2 separate regions of the Zea mays genome follow, and region 2 is linked to region 1. A link is a contact called in public Hi-C data. All regions are on one chromosome and are shown on one strand. The core of a region is the stretch at or near the end of the contact, and the rest is flanking DNA. Distances in the headings are between cores, read along the strand shown. Region 1 holds the start of LOC100217307. Region 2 holds the start of LOC100280253.

Region 1 (3,676 bases), core at 411-2,910:
GTTGGTGGCTATAAATACAACCCCAACCACCTCCATTCAACTCATCCAAACTTCCATAACTCTCATTCATTGCAAGAGCAACTCTTCACTTCAAGCACACTCAAAAGTCTCAAAACTCCTCCAAGTGCCATAATTGTGATTTGTAATCTTTAGTGATTAGCGCTTTATAGAGACACTATAAAGAGTGTGACCTTGTGTTTTATTGTTGCTCTTGTTGCTTGGTTTCTTGATCGTGCTTTCTTCCTCTTCTTCTAAATTCTCATTGACTTGTAAAGGTATCAAGAGACACCTAATTATGTGGTGGTCCTTGCGGGGTCTAAGTGACCCTCGAGATTAAGAAGAAGCACTAAACCGGTCTAAGTGACCGTTTGAGAGAGGAAAAAGGTTGAAAAAGACCCGACCTACGTGGCCTCCTCAATGGAGAGTAGGTTCTTCGGAACTGAAGCTCGGGAAACAAATCACCTGTGTCTTTATGTTAATCTTGCATTGTGATTTGATTCTTCCTCTCCCATCTCTCTGAGTTCTCTTGCTTGTGATCATTTTGAGTTAACTCCCAAAGTTATGCGAATTGATTGATCAATCCATGGCAGTAGAACTATCTTCTGCACTCTAATTTCGTCATTACTCGTTCTAACGCTAACCTTGGGTGAAGTTTATGTTCAAAGTTTGTAATTTTCAAGTTTCGTCTATTCACCCCCTCTCTAGACAACTTTCACCCACTCAGTCCTCAGCGTCCAGATATTCAAAGCTAAATGCTCTTGAACCCGATCTCGTGTTCCGATGTATAGGTGCAAACAATATTAAAGACAGTCATACTCATATAACAAGTCGACCTCTTAAATCCAAAATTGGGCTTGATAAGCATTTGAATTATGCCCTTGATATGTTCACCGCTTTTAAAATTATTTTTCATGTAAAACCACTTCTTTACCCACAAATTAGTCCATTTGCTACGGTATGACAGGGTTAGGAACTTGCCTTCCTTTCAATAATCAAAGATGTTGTGTAGACGCTCTTTCTCACGTTTTTGTTTGGTAATGAAGCTAATAGATTTAGCAAAAGCATTATGTACTCTTTCCGTTTCGTTTTAGTTGTCGCTGGATAGTACAAAATGGAACTATCCAGCGATAACTAAAAAGAAAGGAGGGAGTATCTGGTTTTATGACTTGGTTTGTACACGCCTGATAAAAACGCTAAATCTCGTTATTATATTGGGAACATGTCCTAATAGATAAATTCCCGCGGAGTTCAGGTCTCGTTGCCATGACCGGCACACAGCGCATGCCGCACGCTGCCCCCGCTCCGCTGTGGCTTTCATGGCCGTGGCCTTGGTTGACTAATCCAAGATCCCGAAAACAGCAGCAGGGAAAACACAGCGGCGCCCCGGCCCCGCAATCAAACAAGCAGCCCGCCACATCTTTGTCCGGGGTCCGGACTCCGGGTCCGGGAGCTGATCAGCGGCAGGGAACCGACGCGGACGATGAGACAGCAAAGCGTGGGCCCCGCTCGGATCTCGACGGATGACGTCACCCGCACCCGTGGCCTCTAGGCTGGTGCCACCTGTCCACCGGATAAGGTCCGCCCGGGCTCCCATCCCCTCTCGCCTCCCGTCCCCTCCGTCGAACCAAAGCTCGCGAGCCGCAAAGCCGCGGCGACAACCACTTGTTTAAGCCGCGACCTGCGTCCCAGCATCAGTCAGTGCATCAGCATTCATCGCCCCCTGCCTCCCCTTCCATTCGCCCTCCTCCCACTCCACCAGCTCCTGCCTGCCTATAAACCCAGGGCCGCCCTTTGACTCTCCTTCCCTGTCCAGTGGCGGGGCCGCTTCCCTTGCGTTCGCGGAGAGTCTGTCTGTCTGTCTAGCTAGCTAGCTAGCTGCCGAGAGCGTGAGGAGGAAGGGGGATCCATGGCGGCGGAGAACGAGGAGAAGGAGACGGCCTGCGCGGGGTACAAGCACGGGCCGCCATGGGTGTTCAAAGGCAGGCAAGGCCCGCAGCTCTCCTTTCCTTTTTTTTCTTTTCTTCTTTCCCCCCACCTGTTCGATCGAGCCAGTGCGTGATGGATGATGGGTGATGGTCTCTCGCCGCCGCGCTCTCCTTCCTCCTCCTGCTGCACTGCAGCGCATTGTACCAGCTGCATTTGGTGAAGGCGTCGACGGCGCGGGCCTTCGTGCCGCGGGACCTCCGCCTGGTTGAGGCCTTCGGCTACACGCTCGGCGGCATGTTCCTGGCGCGCTACCACGACAGCCCTGCCGGCGAATTCGACGAGGTATACTGCCTGCGCGCACCGCGCCTGCCGCCGCCATTGGCTGCTGCTGCGGGTTCTATCTAATGTTCCTGCAAGATTCGGTTCGACGACCCGGCCGACCCACCGACCGACACCCTTTTTTTTTGGCGCCTGCAGCTCGTGGTGATCGCCGGCATTGTGTGGAACCCGCCGACCTCCTGCGCGTGAGTTCGCCTTCGCTCCGCTTCATGCCTGCATTGCATTCGCATCTTCTGTGGCCTAGTTTAATCCCTTGTAGGCTTCTTCGCCGCTTTCTCCTGCCTGATTGGCCTCGATCAGGGACCCCCCAACAGAAAAGAACAGGGGCAACTTGCAGTATGCGAAGGGGAAAGAAAAAAAACGAAAACCCTCGTGCTTGCGCCAGCCGGCCATAAACAAGCGCCTTATCCCCCATATGATTGTACTTGGCAGCACGGACTGTGCCTTGCTTCTTTCAATTATTCGTAGGCTGGGGAGGGGTGTCCGGGTGCGCTGCACTTGCTCCGCGTGGCCAACTTGCTGCCCTGCGCAGCTCAGCTACAGCCTACAGCCGCCCGTGGTTTCCTACTTTCCTCCGTCTTCGAAATGCAGCAGTTGGATGGAACTCTGAATAGTGGTGACTTGCTTGACTGAGCTTTTTTTCAGTTCTTGCTGCTTCTGATCTACTACTGTATGAGCTTGTTTTCAGGTGGGCTGCCAGGGTGCTGGTGAACAGCGTCGAAGCCTGCCGGCACGGCCGCAAGGTTACTTTGACCACCGGAACTCCTCTGTGTCACGTTTCTTGTCCTGCTGTTTCCCTTTCCCTGAACTGAACTGGAGCCGTCGTCCCGATCTCTGCAGGAGGTAGGACTGCCAAGCCATGTCGCCACATTCTCGTCAAAGGTACCGAGATACCAAAGCCGTTGCTACTTGCTACATTCCGAACGCTTGTGGCAGCTGATTAGGACTGCAAAATGTCGCTGTCGTGAGACTTGTAACCTGTCTGTGTCACATGATGAGACAGAACGAGGCTGCTTCGCTTGGGGATAGACCGTTGGCTAGACCAAACAGCTTCCTCAACATGCTGGGGATCGGGTCGACAGCCTTCGAGCAAGGGAATGGCCGCGAGATTGAGGTTTCAGAGTCCAAGGGCGGCTCGTCTACTCGGCATCTGTGCAACATCAGCCTGCCATTTACCGGTAACAGTCTTCTTATCCATTTAGGTACTGTTTGTTTACCCTCTATATCATATATAATCGAGCTTAAATAAGTTAAGCGTGCAAACAAACAACATAGATTATTGAAGTAGATTATATAATCTAGTTACCTAGATTTATAGGTGGTAATAGATCACGATCCAAATATTATTTTTTTTCCACATTATATTTGATCCCTTACTTAATTTTAGTCTAAAAATAAATAGAAATAGATC
Region 2 (3,676 bases), core at 313-2,812, 290 kb before region 1:
CGGGCCGGCCCGTCACGAATAAGCGGGGCAGACTCGGACAGGAAACTAGGCACGGTGGGCTAGCCCGGCACGGTCCGTTTACCTCTAAGCCCGTTAAGCCCGTTTTTACACTAAAACATGCTTACCGGCCCGCATAGTCCGCTTTTCGGCTCGCTTTTTTCGTGCTGCCCGTTTAGGCACGCTGCGGGCCGGGCTCGGACAGGAAATTGAGCTCGCGTGCTTAGACGGCCCAGCCCGGTTTTCTAACCGTGTCTGGCGGGCCGGGCCCAAAACGGACCGGGCGGCCCGTTTGGCCATCTCTAGGGAGGGCAAAGTGGGCCATGGTACCCTCAATTTTGTAAAACGTCATTTAAAGTTAAGTATAGAATAAAGTAAAGCTTTAGGTGCACTAAACCAATCTTGTGCTGGATCTAGAGGTGGTAATATATTACGATCCAAATGTTTATTTACGATTTGTTTGAGATCTTAATTAATTTTAGTTCAAAAACAGATAGATATAGAGCTAGATACTAATCTGGTCCGATCTTTATATTTTATAGTGTAAAATTTAGAGCTCATTAACACGACTACTTGATTTTCTCGTCAGATTGGTCCAATCCTTCCGAATTATGTCATCCTCCATTCCTTCTTGGTCCAGTCCTCACATCTATTTGTTCAACCTTATGCTATTTGATGCCACCCGATTCAGTTCGCTCTGATGCCGCTCGCCACCACCAAGCCCAACCTCTTCCCGACGCCCTCACCTTGCTCGTCATCGCTGCGATGCTGGCCTGTCTAGCAAGCCCGATCTCACTCATCGCAACAATGCGACCCATCATGACGATTGATGAGTTTGGTGAACCAGGGAGTCCTGTCTCTCTACGGGAGAGGTCGTTTGACACTGTCCCCTTCCCGGTGCCCCGAGCCCTTCAAGGAGATATACATTCAACGAAATACATATGGCTTGGATTCAGTCAGTAGGAACTTAACGACACGTTTGCTTCTTTTGTTTATATAGTTTCTTCTCTTAATTTGTATCTATGGATATGAAACCTAAATTCTTCGTAACACTTGTGTTTTACAGTTTTGCTTGATTTTGTCAAGTGATTTTGTTGACCCCTCCGCCACGGGGTATAAACCAGTAATTACAGTATGCAATAAGAGAAGAATTTAAGTATCGCCTAATTTATTTTGCAGCACTTAACTGTGCTGTCTTTTACTCCTATTTCCAGTAGAGCGGAGGAGGAAACGTTCTCCAGTTTGCTCCACTGACAGAAGCTTCAGAAACTGCCGGTCCCGTTCCACAAGTCAGCAATCAGCCGAAGCCAGCTCGGCTCGACTCAGCTATCAGCGGAGCTTAGCCGACATCAAAACCGTACGCCGTCGTAAAACCGCGGCTGGTGTTTTCACAAGCTCACCTCAAAACAACCCAGCTCTCTGCTCTCACCTTTCCGAGGCCCACTAATTATCGACCCCACATGTCATTGACATACCTCAACCCCCTGTCCTTGTGCCTTCCGCAAAGCCTATATAAACGCCCTCTCTCCCGACAAGCCGCGGTTGAAGCAAAAATCCCCTCTCCCCCTTCTCGTCCTCCTCCCGACTCCCACCCAAAAAAAAAAAAAACTTCGAAGGAGGTTTCGATCGCGAAACCGCCCAGGGCCCGCCCCGCAAGTGCATGGCAGTGAGCTTCCTGGCCAATGAGGTGTCGGACCTGTGCATCGGCAAGCCGGCCGTGAGGTCGCTCCCGCTCTCCGCCGCCGCCGGCGACCTTGCCGCCGCGCTCCGGAGGGTGGCCCGCTCTGGCGCACCATCCTGCGTCGCGGTGACTGGACCAGCGCGCGCCGTCGTCGGCCGGGTCGGCCTCGCGGACGTGCTCTGCTTCCTGTGCACCGACCCCGAAGCGCTCGCGCGCCCCGCCGTCGTGTTCTCCAAGCCGGTCTCCGCGCTCCTGCCGAAGGACGGCGCTGGAGAGGTCCGCCGCGTCGATCCCCGCTCGAGGTAAAGCTCAGCCCCTCTCCCTCTTCCTCTCTCCTGGGTCTGTGCAAACGACGCGTGACTGGAAGTCTGGAACTGGAAGTTTCCTAAGGTTCGTCGCGAGGAAACACGATTTTGGTCAAATCCTTATAAAAGCTGCGAAAAATATGTTTATCGAAAAAAAACGATGTGCGGGCTAGGTCCAACGTCCAAGTCCAAGACAGACGAGCGTTCATCCTCATCACAGTTACTTGGAGAGTTTGATGTCTGCTTTCCTGGTTGGAATATGTACAGTACTCATGTGGCGGTGAGCCGGTGAAGAAAAAAACCGCGCATTCAGGTCCAGCTCATCCGACTCACTGGAGACAGTCTTCCCGGAGATTGTCGCATGCAGCCATGCACTGCTGTCTCCTTGCGAGATGCTTGATAGGATTAGCTGGATTAGTTGCTCCCACCCAACTAATAAATTTGGGATTTTTTTTTTGGGGGGGGGGGGGGGGGGGGGGGGGGGGTCTGCTCGTGGCTGGAAAACGGCGCCACTTGATGTAATCTTGGAATGAAAAGAGGATCTTGGCTTGTGGTTGGAAAAATTGTGCGTCTTATTCGAATCTTTCTTGAAAATAGTGGGTATTCTTTTGGGATCCTATCTCCATCTCTCGCGTCTTGCCTATTTTTAATCACAAGGCAGGCATAGATTCGGTTCGTCTTGAGCTGACCAGTGTGCGGGTTTCTCTTCTTTCTGCAGTATCTTGGAGGCGCTTGATGCGGTTCTGAGCGGGGCGCAGGTGCTCGCCGTCCCGCTACGCGCTGGCTGGCGCAAGAAGCAGCTCGGCGGCGGCGGAGGCTCCGCCGCCGCCGGCGACTTCTGCTGGCTCACGCAGGAGGACCTCGTGCGCTACTTCCTCAACTCCATCGGCCTCTTCTACCATGTGGCCGCGCGCTCCGTGTCCTCGCTCGGGCTCGTGCGCACCGACTTCCTGTCGGTGCGCCCCGGCGAGGCGGCCCTGTCGGCCGTGCCCCTCATCCGCCGCGCCGTCGCCACGGAGACGGCGGTCGCCGTGGTCACCGAAGACGGCCACCTGCTCGGCGAGATCTCCCCCGCCCTCCTCGCGGCCTGCGACGAGACGGCGGCCGCGGCCATCGCCACGCTCTCGGCGGCGGACCTCATGGCCTACGTCGACTACTTCGGGTCCCCGCCCGAGCACATCTCGCGCGCCATCAAGGCCGGGCTGAAGGACAAGGGCCTCGACGCCATGCTGGCGCTGGTTGAGGACGAGACGCTATCGTCGTTCTCCTCCGCGTCCTCGTCGTCCGACGAAGAGGCAGGCCGGACGCAGCTGAGGCGCCCGTCGTCGGGGAGCTACGGGCGGCGGTCAGCCGAGGAGCCGGTGGTGTGCAGCCCCGCGAGCTCGCTGGTGGCCGTCATGGTGCAGGCCCTCGCGCACAGGGTGAGCTACGTGTGGGTCCTCGACGAGGACAGCGACTGCCGCCTTGCTGGCATCGTCACGTTCGCGGACGTACTGAGGGTGTTCCGGGAGCAGCTGCTGTGAGATCTGGAAGAGTGTTTGCTGTTTCCTCCTCGATCGCATCTTGTGCTGTAATGAGAGAAGAACATGAGCTCTTGTCACGGACCGAGCGCCTTCGTTTCTCAAAAAACATTTTGGTTTGGATCAGAGTATGTATGTGTTTGCTTGCTTGCTTGGTGCCCAGTGCCAATGAA

The links. A called contact is a pair of places that touch in the nucleus more often than the background predicts.
Region 2: a Hi-C map of endosperm shows a contact between it and region 1, with 1.7 times the contacts expected there. The contact joins the promoter of LOC100280253 here to the promoter of LOC100217307 in region 1. A contact is called at or near these places in 5 of 25 Hi-C or Micro-C datasets (bundle sheath, ear, endosperm and 2 more).

Annotation. Positions count from the first base shown.
Region 1 is chr1:232,151,115-232,154,790 of Zm-B73-REFERENCE-NAM-5.0, reverse strand. LOC100217307 reads left to right here and starts at 1,660. Exons shown (of 9, transcript NM_001143654.1): 1 at 1,660-1,983; 2 at 2,121-2,268; 3 at 2,404-2,450; 4 at 2,954-3,008; 5 at 3,106-3,147; 6 at 3,269-3,443. The coding sequence starts at 1,907.
Region 2 is chr1:232,438,312-232,441,987 of Zm-B73-REFERENCE-NAM-5.0, reverse strand. It overlaps LOC100280253, which reads left to right and starts at 1,562. Exons shown (of 2, transcript NM_001153181.1): 1 at 1,562-1,980; 2 at 2,702-3,676. The coding sequence starts at 1,658. The coding sequence ends at 3,506.